2 separate regions of the Capra hircus genome follow, and region 1 is linked to region 2. The links are chromatin contacts, called in public Hi-C maps. All regions are on one chromosome and are shown on one strand. The core of a region is the stretch at or near the end of the contact, and the rest is flanking DNA. Distances in the headings are between cores, read along the strand shown.

Region 1 (3,757 bases), core at 23-2,522, 60 kb after region 2:
TTCATTCTACAGATACCCATTTTAATCATTTATGTGTGCTGGTCTAATCACCCTGGGTGATACGAAAATGTCTCTAGCGTAGACTTTGCCCTCCAGTTTATCATCTCGCAGGAAGCTCAGACACATATACACAAAAGGGGAAGTGATAAATGAAGTGAAGACTGAGCTTCCAGAAGTTCTGAGAAACTTTACTTTGTGACATAAGTTTTGCTGACTTGGAAAGTGGTGCTAAACGCATGAACTTTTGGTTTGTTGTTTAAGGCTGTGTCTCTCAACAAACCAGGGCACAGAGAACTGCTGCGGTTTTCAACAGTGAAACTAAAGCTTCTGTGTTGCAGGAATTTCCTCGAAATTTCTTTGAAACATACTGAAACTCAGTACACACTCTTACCTCTTATTTCCTGTTGTCAGGGTCCACCCCAGCTTACGGGAAACTATAGGTATCTGTGTTGCATTTCAAAGAAAAATTTGGTTAATTTTTTTCAGCTTTTAAAGAGATGCAAAATGACCTTATATTGTAAGAAAAGTGGTTTTTTTTTTTTTTTTTTACAGAAGTCTATAGAAAAGACTTCTGGGTCAAATAATGTGGTTATATGTAGATAGCATCCCTGAATGGCACACTTATTTCACTCAACTAAAATAGTAGCTCTGATTATTACAGAAATGAATCAGACGTGTGCTTTATCTTTAGAAGACAGCTCTGACAAAGCGGACTTTGCGGTAAAGGTTGCTATAATTATAGAATAGAATGTAGTCCCATAGTTTCCATTTATTAAAAATGTAAATGCTTTTAATACCAAAGGTGCATGTCCTCTGCTAACCCAGACTGTTAAATGGTTTCTTAAAGAATGAGAGGGAGATGACTTCCCTGTCGGTCCAGTGGTTAAGACTCTGAGCTTCTACCGCAGGGAGCAGGGGCTTCCTCCCCTGGTGAGGAACTGAGATCCCACAGCCATGTGGTACAGCCAAAAAAAAAGTTAGCCCAGGCACTTAATAGAAGTGATGGTAGTAATAAGTACCAGTGGGTGCCATTTACAGTCAACACAGTTATTTCGCCGTTAACAGTCCAGCTGTTTTCTCCCAGCCCCAAAGCACCCTCTAAGGTGAGCAGGGGTAATGTTGGGGAAGTCTTCTCCCAGGTTTCTCCACTTCCAGGCTCTGCCAAGAGGGGATGCTAACGAGTCTGCAGGCCCGGAGGAGGAGGAAGCGTGGTACCCAGAGGTGCCAGCTTCTGGGAGCCTCTAAGATCTGATAGCCCCGACCTCGCCCCCCGGTCCCCTCAGCACTGGGGACGGTGGCGGCCTCCCCGAGGTGACTGTGTCAGCTCAGTGTCCCTTTTTTGTGTTTGGGTTCTCCAGTGCCCGTTTAACCAGTTCCTTCTATTAAATTCTCTGTTAAAATGCTTGGTGTGGTTTGTTTTCCTGGCTGGACCTTGATTAATATTACCTTTACTCTCTCAAATTGTAAGGCAGCTGTTATCAGGCATATTTTACTGGTGAGCACGTGGAGACTTAGGGTACAGCGGTTTGTGTAGAATTGTGCAGCCGCTAGTACAAGAGCCCAGACAGGCCCACCTTCTATTGTAAGATCCTCTGCTTTCCATTCCTTCCCATCCTTTCTCTTGCTTAACTTCCTCCCTTCCTTTTTTTTTTTTAAATAATTTTATACCAAAAGGAAAAGGACTTCTCTGGCAGTCCAGTGGTTAAGACTTTGCACTTCCACTGTAGAAGATATAGGTTCAGTCCCTGGTTGGGGGACTAAGATCCCACATGCCCCTCTGCACAGCCCAAATAATAATAATAATAATAATAATTTTATCCTTAACAGAAGAACTGCAAAGGTAGTAGGAAATTCTGGTATACCCTTCACCCCACTTTTTCTGATGTTAATGTCTTCTACAACCATGAAGCATTTATCCAAACTAAAAATTAGCATACGAACATTACTGTTTTTCAAAGCTACAGATTTTATTAGGGCTACACCAGTGTTTCCATTAATGTCTTTTTTTTAAGTTCCAGATTACCTTTGGTTGTTATGTCTCCTTTATCTCGTCCAATCTTTACAGTTTCTGTTTTTCCTTGTTTTTCACAACTGTGACAATTTTGAGATGTATAGTTAGATATTTTGTAGATCTCCCATCAGTTTGGGTTTTCTGAGGTTTTCTTGTGATTAGATTAGAATTATGGTTTTGGAGGAAGAACACCACAGAGGTAAGTGCCCTTCTTATTACATCAAATCAGAGGCACATAATAGTTCATGTGCCTCCCAGTGATGGCAACCTTGATCACTTAGTCAAGGTGGGTGTCTGTCTGGCTTACCCACTATAAATCTTTCCTTTTCCATAATTTATTTGTTTAGAAGCTAGTTACTAAATCCTCTTGCTGAACTTTTGACTTCCCACTTAATCCTCGGGCTCTGCTTTCTTGGAAGATTATTAACTAGTGCTTAAAGAATCTTTGTATTAATTGACTAGGCTGAGAATTATAAACCTAGGAGCCAGACTAACCATGCTAAGATTTATGGCTGGGTATTGCTTCTTGGAAAATTATTAGCTGTTGCACCATTTTTGCCTTGCACTATGTTTAAACACGGAACTTGGCTATTTTTAGTCTCAGAAAGCTTATGGTTAATGCTAGGACACCCTCTTTTACTTGATGAACTGGAATCACCTCTGACAAGCCCAGAAAGATGATCAGAAGCCCAGGGTCTTAATAGCATGCAGGAAATCAGTAAAAAGCATAAGAGACAGAGAGAAGTGGTTGCTGAGAAAATGGGAAGGAAAATTGGAAGGGCTGAAGAATGCGGTTCAACGAGTGGAAATTTACAAGGATGAATGAGAGGTGACAGGTAACAGATGGAGAGACACAGAGATCTCAGATAGGAGGTCAAAGAAAGGTTAAGGATGGAACACAGGATGAGAGAGAATCCTGTGATGTGAATCAGCCTTGAGGCTGGACTCTGGACTTGATATATTATAAGTTATATAATGTGTATATATAAATAATATAAATTATATAATATATATAAATTATATATATATTATAAATATTTGTCCTGAGATTTACCATCTAGGATATAAGATTTATACTTCTAGCTCTACATTTCATTATGGACAGACTTTAAGTGACCTTAGGCCTCAATATCAGAGAAGGCAATGGCACCCCACTCCAGTACTCTTGCCTGGAAAAGCCCATGGACGGAGGAGCCTGGTGGGCTGCAGTCCATGGGGTTGCTAAGAGTCGGACACGACTGAGAGACTTCACTTTCACTTTTCACTTTCATGTATTGGAGAAGGAAATGGCAACCCACTCCAGTATTCTTGCCTGGAGAATCCCAGGGACGGTGAAGCCTGGTGGGCTGCCGTCTATGGGGTCACACAGAGTCGGACACGACTAAAGCGACCTAGCAGCAGCAGCAGCAGCAGCAGCAGGCTTCAATATAATATATCTAATATATAAACCAGAGAAAGTAGTTCAGTTGATTTACATAGCCTTGGCTAATCACTGTTATTAAGGAGTGACTGAAGAATAATCAGAGCTCTCAAAACTTCTAGAGGCTTAGCAAGACAAAATGAAGCAGATGGTGCCTTGTTAAATTAGCTACAAATTACAGATCTTAATATTAACAATTTAGAAATGGAAACTATCAGACATATGCTATAGGCTTTTATTTTATGCTGTTTTGTTCTAATTATATGGGATTTCCATATCTCATGAGTGACTAAACAAAATAAAATCTCGTTAGAGTTTTTGAGTCA
Region 2 (4,333 bases), core at 663-3,162:
ACAGCAGAGGAACTCATGGCAGCTTCTCCAGGCAAACGGCCACTCTGAGAAGGGAGCTGTGGGCAAGTACACTGAGCATGAGAAATGGCAAAAAATACACTTCAGAAGCCGCAATAGATCCGGAGTGTATTTTACGATCCCTATGGGGGGGCGGGGGGGCCTCCTCCCCAGCAGGGCAAACTGGTAACTAGAGGGGGAGGAGGAGGCAGTCAAACCTCTAAAGTGAAGGGATGTCCTGTGCCCAATGGAGAGCAGGATGCCTTATGGCCAGGAGGGCAAAGGCCCAGGCCTGGGGCCAACTTGGAAAAGAGAAGAAAGAAAATCCAGGCCTGAACCACTTCTGTTTCCTGTGCTTTATACGCCTTCACCTATAGAGATTAAACGCATTCTTGGCTTATCTAGTCAAAAACCTGTAAGTCTTCCAGGCGGCTCAGGGTTAGGTCTTTTCCCATGAACAGGAAAGAGTGGACCTAACTACCTGGGAAGAGCCCAGCTCCCAGGCCAGAATGGACTTGTCCCTTTCCTGTTCCCCGTAGAGCTGGGCTGTTTGGAAGAAGGGGGGGTTGCTGCCACTCAAGAGCAAGAAATGGTGCTCCATAAACAGACACCCCCAGGTCCCAGTCCCCGTGCGGTGAGGGGGGGCCCTTCGCTCCCGCCCTCCGTTTCCCCCTCCCGGGATATCTAGTTATCCTCCGAGCCCCCTCCCCCTACCTGCCTCCTGGCTACTCCTCCAGCCACCCTCCTAGCCCCTGGCCTAGGAAGATCGCCGGGGCACAAGGCCTCAGGTCGAGCCATAGTGGCCCCGGAGACCTGACCGCAAAGTTGGGCGAGCCGGCCGGCCCCGGGAGCCGCTCTTTCCTGGAAGACATTTTGGCTCTTTGTTTACAACGCGGCGCGGCGCTCCCCGGCAACATGGCTGTCACCGCCGGCGCCTGACAGCGGCCCCCGGCCCGCGCGCTCGGCCGCTCCGGTGCGCTGCGCCCCCGGCCGCCCCGGGTGCGCCGCCGTAGCGGCGAGGCCGGCCCTCCCGCCCGCCGCGCCCGGCCACACTTACCATCTGGTGGTGGTGGTGGCCGTTGGGAATGTTGGTTTCTTGGAAAAACGTGCTCAGGGCGGTCTGCGGACAAACACAGCGGCATGGTGGCGGTTAACGAGGGTCGAAGCCCACCCGCCCCACCGGCCGGGACCCTCCGCGGTGTCCGTGGCGCTGCGCTCCCGGGCCTCCGGGTCCGACCCTTTGGCCCGCAGACACGCGTCGCTCGGAGGGGGCGTCCCCCAGGCCCCGCGAGGGTCCCAGGCGGCAGGGCCCCACGCCCCACGCGGGCGCCGATCGCCGGACCGGGCGATATACATAGAGCTTCCCTGCCCCCTCTCCCTCCGCGGCGCGCGGCCGGGCGCCCCGGCCTGCACCCCGGCCCCAGCGCCGGCGGCCAGCGAGCGGGACTGCCCGGGAGCGCTGGCTCTCGGCCCACACGCACCTCGAACTGCCAGTGGGCCGCCTGCAGCAGCTGCTTCGCCTGGTCGGCCGCGCAGCCCGCGGCCAGCACGAACTGGTTGATCATGACCTGGTGCCGCAGCTCATCCATGTTCACCGACATGGCTCCGGCCGGCGCGCACTCCCGGGCTCGGCGGCCGCGGGAGGCCGGCTGCCCTCCGCTCGCGCTCGCCGCCGCCGCCCGCGGCCTCCGGACCCTCGGCCGCCGCGCCGCCCGCCTGGCGAGTGTTGTTGTCCGACTCGCGCTGCCGGCCGACACCACAAACAACAGCGCGGGGCGGGGCCGCGTGTCCCAACGTTCGGGGGCCGAGAGCCGCCGCCGCTGATTGGCCCGCTCCGCTCGGCCGGGGCCCGGTTCCCGTGCGGACGTTCGATTCGAATCCTGCGGCCTGCGGGCCCGCACTGTTTCTCTTTTTGCCTGGCCGCGCCCATTGGCGGACGTCGGCGCTGTGGGGCTCCCGGGCATTGGCCAGACGCTGTGTTTTGGCTCGTCTGGGCTCCTGATTGGCCCCGACCCGGCGTTTGGGGCGGAGCCGCGCCATCTGATTGGTCTCCCGTGAGTCTGTTTGAACTCAACTTGAAAACCTTGAGTGCCAGCTGATTGGCTGAGGCTCCTCTATTTGCTGTTGTAGTCTTGGGGGGTGGTGCGGCCAAGTTCATTCATTACTTCATTGAAACTGAACATGCTCAGCTGGAAAAGCAAGACAGAGTGGCTTTGACTCACTTCCTCTGAAAGATGTGGTCATCTCGAGAAACACAGTGATCAAAATAGGAAACAGAGTCTTTGAAGCTGCTCAACTCTCAAAATTGTTTATTTTTTTAAACTTTCAAGCCGCTACACTTTTTTTTTTTTTTGGCTTTTTATTGAAGTGTAATGTAATCTCTTCATGCCTCCTTCCAGTCCAACACACCCCAAAAGCCCAACAGCCTTTCCCTACGTTTTTAGGCCAAAACCTTGGCTTTCTGAAGATGTAAACTAATGTTAATGTACATTAAATATAATGGAAAGGAGAAAATGAGACTTTCTCAGACACCAATATTGAAAACAAACAAAAAAAAAAGTTTTTCCATAAATTAATTGACCTAACTAAAACTTTAATTTGTTTCTGTACAGGTACTGGCTCTCAACTCTAGATATTTAAAAACAAAGTTTATTTATATACACTGAGCTTCCATCTTCTGAATTAGATGTAACCTTCAAGTTTTGTGTTTGGGCATTGTCAGGATGGGGAAAGAACTAGGAGTTTAAGCAGATTGAAGACAGGCCAGAGAGTTTAGAAAGGTAAATAAACATTGCTAAGAATTCACTGTGAGAATTTCTGTTTCTCAAAAACTTTGTAAGTTCTGGATCTAAAATACCAATCAAAGAGAACATTATAATTAATTAAGAGCCTTCAGAACAGGAGGCTAAAAGAAAGGAAGCCATGATTCTATTTTGACTTTGCCTGAAGTGGATTTAACTCTCCATCTAAGAAAACCTAACCATATTAAAAAAAAAAAAAAAGAATATAAATAAAGAAAAAGTTACACCCAATGTTTATGTACTGATGAAAAACAGCTTCGGGCACTATCATGAGTTTGTCCCATTTAGTTAGTCCCTTTGTTTGTTTGTTTGTTTTGAAGGAGCAGGAGTCAGCTTTTTGCCTGCCCAGGCCCATTTCTGTTGCCCTTAGCTACCTCCAAGTTTGCACGGGCTGAGACCTGGAGTGTGGCTGAAGAGTCAAGTACAGCTTGCAGCCCTTCCCTTCCAGTAATTGCAAGGTGAAAACAAAAGTGAGCAGCCAGCAGTTGCCATTTGCCAGGGAGCCTGGGCCACAAGCAGCCTCAGAACAAGGAAGTACTGTCACTGTGCGGCTCCAGTTTTCACAAGTACATACAGGTGTCCAGCATGCCAGGGCCATGAGTAGTAGGATGGAACTGGGCAGAGGCATTTCAGGCTGCAGGAACCCTTATGACTGTTTGTTTGTTTTGACTATGCCTTGCAGCATGTGGGACCTTAGTTCCCCAACCAGGGATCAAACCTGTGCCCCTTGCAGTGGAAACGCAGAGTCTTAACCACTGGACCACCAGGGAAGTTCCAGGAGCCCTTTTGTTTTGTTTTGTTCAGTAGCTAAGTTGTGTCAGACTCTTTGTGACCCCATGGACTGTAGCCCTCTAGGTTCTTTTGTCCATGGGATTTTCCAGGCTAGAATGCTGGAATGGTTGCCCTTTCCAGGAAGACAAAGGTCCTGAAAACACCAAAATTGCCAAAGCTATTTTCTCTTGGATATCAATGCGGTCTGTTCTGAAGCTTTCTTTAATGTTTACCATTTACAGGGGACAGCTGTAGACACCCAGGAGAGGCATGGAAGCCCAGGCCCCCGAGCCATTCTGGTTATCTGCTGTGGACATAAAGTCAACTTGGGCATAGAGAGCAACAGAATTCTGCCTCTGATTTGTAGCTGTGAGTAGTAGAAATGTTTAATCAATACTTTGGCTTCTGAGAATCTGTTTGGCAATGAATAGGAGTAGGGCTTTCCCTTCTCAGGCTGGGAAACAAGAGTGCCCCCCTCCTGGGAGCACAGGGAAAATGAATGAGGTCATGTTTGTAGAGGGCTTTGAGCTGTTGGGATGAAAGCAGCTCCCCAAGTGCAAGGTGTTATTAACCGAAGGTATTATTATTTTCATCTGAGAGGACAATGTGCAGCAGGCAAAACAGAGCAATAAAAACACGCCCATTAATAAGGAATAAAGCACAGTAGTAGTCTCAGAAGGAACAAAATCCTTGTTACACCAATGGTCTAGGCTACAGAAAGAGCCATGATACAACAACTAGGAGAAACAGTCTTAGCCAGTATT

What was found. A called contact is a pair of places that touch in the nucleus more often than the background predicts.
Region 1: a Hi-C map of blood shows a contact between it and region 2, with 2.1 times the contacts expected there. The contact joins the enhancer-like site here to the promoter of UBALD2 in region 2. A contact is called at or near these places in 3 of 5 Hi-C or Micro-C datasets (all in blood).

Annotation. Positions count from the first base shown.
Region 1 is chr19:54,728,774-54,732,530 of ARS1.2, forward strand. All of the region lies in intron 2 of RNF157 (RING finger protein 157), which reads left to right. Among named protein-coding and RNA genes, the nearest start is that of FOXJ1, 37 kb to the right of the region's middle. Within about 2 kb of position 1,273, at least 1 of the 5 cell types and tissues checked has an H3K27ac peak or open chromatin away from gene starts, as enhancers often do.
Region 2 is chr19:54,668,588-54,672,920 of ARS1.2, forward strand. UBALD2 (UBA-like domain-containing protein 2) reads right to left here and starts at 1,913. Exons shown (of 3, transcript XM_018063755.1): 1 at 1,479-1,913; 2 at 1,055-1,117. The coding sequence starts at 1,598.